Regions from separate parts of the Mus musculus genome. Here region 2 is linked to region 1. Evidence: chromatin contacts called from public ChIA-PET data. All regions are on one chromosome and are shown on one strand. The core of a region is the stretch at or near the end of the contact, and the rest is flanking DNA. Distances in the headings are between cores, read along the strand shown. Region 1 holds the start of Cox14 (cytochrome c oxidase assembly protein 14). Region 2 holds the start of Tfcp2 (transcription factor CP2).

Evidence for each region. ChIA-PET counts read pairs in DNA pulled down with a chosen protein or histone mark.
Region 2: a contact with region 1 is called in an RNA polymerase II ChIA-PET map of memory CD8 T cells, with 10 read pairs. The contact joins the promoter of Tfcp2 here to the promoter of Cox14 in region 1. A contact is called at or near these places in 2 of 115 datasets of contacts at active chromatin or transcription factors (bone marrow-derived macrophages and memory CD8 T cells).

The regions. Positions count from the first base shown.
Region 1 is chr15:99,724,141-99,727,441 of GRCm38.p6, reverse strand. Cox14 (cytochrome c oxidase assembly protein 14) reads right to left here and starts at 1,824. Exons shown (of 2, transcript NM_183256.3): 1 at 1,594-1,824. It overlaps Gpd1 (glycerol-3-phosphate dehydrogenase 1 (soluble)), which reads right to left. Exons shown (of 8, transcript NM_010271.3): 8 at 2,428-3,301. It overlaps Gm16537 (predicted gene 16537), which reads left to right and starts at 2,968. Exons shown (of 3, transcript NR_155353.1): 1 at 2,968-3,125.
Region 2 is chr15:100,550,247-100,553,875 of GRCm38.p6, reverse strand. It overlaps Tfcp2 (transcription factor CP2), which reads left to right and starts at 1,868. Exons shown (of 16, transcript NM_033476.3): 1 at 1,868-1,966; 2 at 2,395-2,551. The coding sequence starts at 2,430.

The DNA.
Region 1 (3,301 bases), core at 575-3,074:
CCAGCAACCACATGGTGGCTCACAACCACCCGTAATGAGATCTGATGCCCTCTTCTGGAGTGTCTGAAGACAGCTACAGTGTACTTACATATAATAAATAAATAAATCTTTAAAAAAAAAAAAAAAAAAAAAAAAAAAAGAGTTAAGCATGGCAGTTTCAGAGCTCTGACTCAAAACATCTACACCCGAGGTACAGAAGGCCGGAAACAGGTGTATATGATGCGATGCCATCAGAGCTAACACAGGCTCTCCTTATTTGTGCTTAAAAAGTGACCAGCCGGGGCTGGAGAGATGGCTCAGTGGTTAAGAGCACTGACTGCTCTTCCAGAGGTCTTGAGTTCAATTCCCAGCAACCACATGGTGGCTCACAACCATCTGTCATGGGATCCAATGCCCTCTTCTGGTGTGTCTGAAGACAGCTATAGTGTATTCATATACATAAAATCCAGAAATAAATCTCTTTAAAAAAAAAAAGTGACCAGCCCACCCAGACTATACTAGGAATCAAACCTGGGTCCTCTGGAAGAACAGCAAGGCTCTTAACTGCTGAGCCATCTCTCCAGCCTCAGAACCATATTTTAATCAGGCTACTTATTGTGGTAGTGAAATTCTCCCGAGAGAGGACCTGAAGATAGACTTGAGGATGTGTGTGTCTGGGGGATCCTGCCTGTAGAGTGCCAGAGTCACTTCGCCCTGGTGAAAAGCTAATTTCACCTTGTTCACTGATAGAGAAGATTTGAGTATGATTTAAAGTGGGATGTAACTCAGTGTAGCAGGCACAAAGCCAGAGGTTCAGTCCCCAGAACTGCATTAAACAGAGCATGTGGTATATGCTGGAAATCCCAGCACTCAGGATGTGGACATGAGACCCTGTCAAAAACAAAAAACAAAAAAACGGGGGGGGGGTGTGAAACAAAAAGAAGCAAATCCGAGATAACCTCAAAAACAAACAATAAAACCCTGAAGTTAGAAGCCCAGATACAAGGATTAACTTTGGAAATAAAAGAAACTCTTGAGACTGGCAGAAGGTTTTCATCTGATGGGCATCCTTTACAAAACAAATAAGGATCAAAGCCCTAAAACCACCCCAGCTTCTGTCATTTAGCCCTCTTTGGAGAGACTTGGTGTCCGCAGAAAACAACTTCTGACTAACGGAGCCCAGAAAGGTAAGCTATGAACCCCATATTCTGTAGGATCAGAGAAGGTGGTGAGGACCTCAGAGAAATAAGTGGCTTTGAGGGACCGTGAGGAGCTTTGGGGTTGAGGCGAGCAGTTTCAGAAGGGAGGACAGCCAGGCCGCAGTCACACCAGGAAGGCGGTCGGACTATGACAGCCGGGGAGCCAGCAGGGGCTAGCACAGCGCAGGGACTAGGAGCCGCGCGCTCTCAAGGGCACAGGCCGAGGACGCGCGGTGCGGGACACAGGGGAGCGGAGGGGAGCGCGGTGCGGGGCACAGGGGACAGCAGGGACTCGGAACGGGGAGCAGGGGAACAGCGTGAAAAGCGGCGACACGGGGAGCAGGGGGCGCGGTGCGCCGAGCAGGAGAGCGTGGGGGGAGGGCGAGTGCGCTTGGCCGTCCGGCCCGCGGCCTACCTGGAGGCTGCAACTCGGCCGCGTCAGAGCGATGCCTGCTCAGTCTGCCACTCGCAGAGTCGCGCGGCCGCCGCAGGGCAGGAAGAGGCAGTCACCAACGCGCAGCTCCTCAGCCACTGGTGCTCAGCCCCGCTCCGGACCCGACACCCCCTGCGAAAACTCGCCCACTAAAGCGAGAGCCAGCCTTGAACTTCCGGCTTCTACCTCTCTCTTACGCACGCTCAGTCTAGCCTTCCTCTCGGAAAGGCCCATTGAATTCTGGGGGGTGTGGTTCTGGTCCATCAAGAGCGCTCCTTGGAAAACGGGAAAAATTTTAGCTCAGAATTAGCCAATCCGCAGTCTAAGTTCAGTGACGTAAACTGTAGCTAGGTAGATCCTCGGAATTCTCCAGCGATGGGCCTAGCGCCCCCTACCGCCTGGAGCGGCCCTTTACAGGGTGATCCGGAGGAACCGACCTTAGCTGGACCAGCACTAGTGAGGCCACAGAATGGGTGTAGGGGGTGAGTCGGGGGATGGGAGGGTGACTCGCTAATATTTCTGCCTTGTGCGCGACCTCCTCGTAGGCAGGCAACGTGACAGACCCTGTAAGAAGCGCTGGGAAGACTGGCTGACAGCTTGGGTGGAAGAGGGGATACGAAGCACAAAAGGGGACGGGGGTGGGGTGGGGGGGTGGAGGTGGGGGCTGTGAGCAGAGTGGACGCCAATGCCGATTGATGCCCGAGTGTGGCTGCTATTAAACAAGGATGATTTTTTCCACTTCTTGTCTTACATTGAGTAAAACATGCATGCAGTGATACATGACCCCACACACTGCCACATAAACTCCCCCAACTCTTCCAGTTTCTGGAAAAACCACACTTTATTGGGTAGACAAGTGGCCTGACAGAAGACCTCAGATTCACAGTTGACTGACTGAGCAAACATAGGTTAAGGTGTTGGAATCTGTCTGCATCCCGCCCCAGTCTCCCGGGGAACAGCTCTGAATTGAGTCATGCGTGGGAGGGTTCCAGCCCAGTCGGGATCGATGACAGGGCCCCCCCTCTTCCCCTTACCCGACAGCTCTGACCTTCACTAAGACGGAATTCTTAAAGGCTAGGAGCAGAGAGGGACCTGGCACCTTAATGTGTTAGTTTAATATCAAGCTGGCCAGAGCCACGGTGTCCCAGTTGCTGCCACACAGGAAATGGAGACCCCTGGTGGAGAGAGAAACCTCCAGCTATTTATAGCTAGCGCTCCAGGCTGCTGATCTGTGACATTCTCTTGCTGCCACCCAACTTTGGAACAGGGCCAGTGCAAAGCAGTCTCCCATCCCCCTCTGATCTCCCTCACCCCAGGGCAGGCAGTTTTCAATTGTCCTTCCCTCGAGTTCCCCAGCTCCTGAGGTGTGTGGGTCCGATCTCGCGAGGACCTTGTTCTGTTCCGAGGACAGCTGGCCTTGGACTAGGACCCACCAACCCTTGTGGAAACCTACTGAACCTTTGAGCTGCTCCTTAGTTCTAAGCCTACAGATGCCGGGTGGCCTTCCAGGCTGGGTGAGAACGACTTGGGCAAAAGGAAAGGGCAGAGTCAAGAATATGGGCTGACAGCCCTGAGGACGATAAACTATAAATCCTACATTCTGTTAGACGTGAAGTTGGTGGTGACTGCAGAGAGAAGCGGCCTTGTGGGGAGGACCCTGAGAAGAAAGGTCAGCAGTAGGAGGGGCTGG
Region 2 (3,629 bases), core at 619-3,118, 830 kb before region 1:
ACAGTATTTCTCTGTGTGTCATTGGCTGTCCTGGAACTTGCTCTGTAGACCAGGTTGGTCTTGAACTCAGACCCACCTGCCTCTGTCTCCCATGTGCTGTGATTAAAGGTGTGTGTGCCACTACGGCCATACTCAGTTTTTGTTCTTAACCACTTAGCCATCTCTCCAGCCTTTGCCCCTTTCTTTTTCTTTCTTTCTTCTTTTGGAGACAGGGTCTCACTCTAGATTGTGGGCTAGTCACCAGCTTCCTATTCAGCCCAGGCTGGCCTTGCAAGCACTCATGATCCTTACGCCTCATTTCCTCAGTGCTGGAATTACAGGAATATGCTACAAGGCCGGGCCTTTTACCTGTTCTTCTTTAACACAGCATCTATGGAGCCCTTGTAGACCAGGCTGGCCTTAAACCCCACAGATTCTCCTGTGTCTGCCTCCTAGATTCAGGGATTAAAGATGTAAGCCACCATACCAAGTCATTTCCCTATCTCTCCTGAGGTAGAAACTCAGTGGGAGAAGTAGTTATATACAAATCTAAGTCAAAGCAGACTATAAGGATATTGTGTTGGCATACAGAACGAAGCACACTTCCACAGACAGGGGATGTCTTTGGCCGGCAGAGGCATGTTTATCATGACAATTTAGTTCTAGCCTTACCTTTCTGTTTGGTAAAATAAGTGACATTTACCTTTAGAATTTTTTTTTTTTTAAGATGGGAGGCAGAGGCAGGCAGATCTTTTGACTTCAAGGCCAGTCTGGTGACCTAAGGACCCTAGTGGTATACAGAGTTCCAAGACAGCCCAGGCGACAAAAAGAACCCTGTCTCAACAAACGAGCAAACAATGACTAGAGATGCTAGGTAGACCTGGCTGTTATGGAAATTGCTATGTAGTCTAGACTGTTCTTGAACTTGTGGAGATCCTTCTGCCTCAGCCTACTGAGTGCTAGGTTTTTAGGAACACACAATGCCCTTTTAGGAAGGGATTACAACCCTGTCTTGAGGACTTCTGCAATACTGTTCATAGCATACAGGTATTTTGCCCGTGCTTAATTTTAAAAATGGCCGTAATTAATCCTCAGGAGCAAGGTGGAGGAGGTATGATTTCACCTCCTGCTCCAGGGTCTTCATTATCTAGCCCTGGCTCACCTGGAAATCAGATCTGCCTGCCTCTGTCTCTGGAGTGCTGGGATCAAAGGCATGAACCACTATGCCTGGCTATGGTTGTTCTTGATTTACAGTTTAGTAAATTCAATCTCTTGGAGAATACTCTTAAGTTATCATACTATAAATAAAGATGCCAGCTCTGACTTTGCTCTGCAGATTTTTCCCCAACACTCATTCATCATTGCCTAAAACAAACAAAAACAAAACATCAAAGAACCAACCAAACAGAAACAAAACAACAAGCAAGGTGTAGTGTGCACGCTTTTGATCCTAGCACTCAGGCTGGGGGTGTGGATCTCTCAGTTCTGGGTCAGCTAAAGTTACCTAAAGACCCCGTCTGAACATCAACAAAAACCCCAATAGTTTTCCCTGTTTCCTGCGCGAATGCCTTAGGGAGAAGGGTGAAGATAAGGGAAGGCAAATGGGGAGAGTTTAGGACTGGACACACGGGAACGAAAGTCCCTCCGGGAATGGGAGCGGGAAGCGGAAAGATAGAACCGCAGTTCTGCTCTACTGTCAGGACCGAGAGCCTGCGACCCGGGTTCACGCCTAAGCACTGAGCCCGCCCACTACTCCGGGGGCGGAAGCCTTCGCGTCGATAGCCTATCACCGCTGCGAAGACAGAACCAGTCTCTTCTTCATTGGTAGATGGATGGTGACGTTGCGCCATGGCCGTAGCGGACGTCCTGATTGGTTGGCGCTGGGGGCGGGTTTGCGCTTCGAGTCTGCGCCGAACTTTCGCTGTCCACGCTTCCAGGCGGTCGTGGTGGCTAAGGAGGGTGTGGGGACGGCTCGGAGGAACCCTGGGTTTGTGCTGAGAGCGGAGTGGGGGGGCGGGGAGAAGAATCGGTGACCGGAAGTTATCTGGTTGACCGGAAGCGAGGCCTGAGGGAAAGTGCGGATGCCCGGAGGGAGGAGCTTTCCACCTAGGGGGGCGGAGGGGACGCTCGGAGCGCCCGGTGTCCTGCGCGTCTCCGCTTTGAGGCTGAGCGGAGGACGCCGAGCGACCGACCGGTGGGCTTCAGAGAGCCCGAGTCCGGCTGAGCTCCGGCGGGACCTGGTGCCTCACGATCCCGAGAGCCGAACGGGAGGGATTCCTGTCACCGGGGCTCCCGAGGAGTAGCCAGGGTGCAGCCCGTAGGTCAGGCTTGGGGCGCTGCGCGAGGAGCTGGGTTTGTAGCTGACTTCCACTGTGCTGTCTGCCGGGTAGAGTTACGCTCCGCGCCTTTGTACAGGAGCCGGCGCCTGTTGGGGCAAGGAAGGAGCCGGGATGGCCTGGGCTCTGAAGCTGCCGCTAGCCGACGAAGTGATCGAGTCGGGGCTTGTGCAGGACTTTGATGCTAGCCTGTCCGGCATTGGCCAGGAACTGGGTGCTGGTGCTTATAGTATGAGGTGAGTGAGATGCCTCCCAGACCTTACCTTCTTAATAACAAAGGCAGGATCTTGAAAGGTGGGAGGGCGGCTGTACAGTTTAAGAGAACAGCCTGCAGCTTGGTGGGCAGATTACCCCCCCCCTTACACCTCCCTACCTCCCCCATCCTCTGGTTTGAGTAGTAGTGGTATGGGAGGACAGGAAAGACTCTAGAGTCAACTCTGTAGGGCCCTTGCATCCAGATGGTGTAGGAGACTTGGACACTGACTGTATGCTTGGGTATGTCTGGATTCACGTGAAGAAGGGGCAGTTGAGGGATATCTAAAGAAGTCCGGCAGCTGGGAACTGAGGTTCAAGGTTGACGACTTGTTGGGAAGAGATGGGATACCTTGGACAAGAAGTCCACAGACAGCTGTCTCTTACAACAGACTTGTTTTAAGGTTTTCTTCCAGGGTTCCTGTCTTTGGAAACTTGAGCTGAGAATGTCTAAAAAGTGACAAAGAGGCGCACGCCTTTGATCCCAGCACTCGGGAGGCAGAGGCAGGCGGATTTCTGAGTTCGAGGCCAGCCTGGTCTACAGAGTGAGTTCCAGGACAGCCAGGACTACACAGAGAAACCCTGTCTTGAAAAAACAACAACAACAAAAAAAACCCCAACAACAACAACAAAAAGACAAAAGAAAGACGAGAGTACTAGTGCACAACTGAAATACCAGCACCCAGCACTCAGCAAGAGGGGGATTAGGAGCTCAAGACCATGTTTGGCTACATAGTAAAAAATGGCACCGATAACTTTTTGATGTTCCTAAGCACCTATGCATCAGGCAGAAATATCCTTTTGTTAGGGAAGATGGGTGGGAAACACTGCCCCCCACTGCTGGGAGTTTTCTTCCTCTCAGGAATCACAGCTTAGGGAAAGCTGGAATTTTTTTTATTATTTATTTATTTTTTTGAGACAGGGTTTCTCTATGTAGCCCAGGTTGGCCTGGAACTCAGAGATCTGCCTGCCTCCGCCTCCCAAGCGCTGAGATCAAAGGTGTGAATCACCACAGCCCAGCCTAAAGCTGGATTTTTGACTGTGCCACAGAGAAAGAATTCA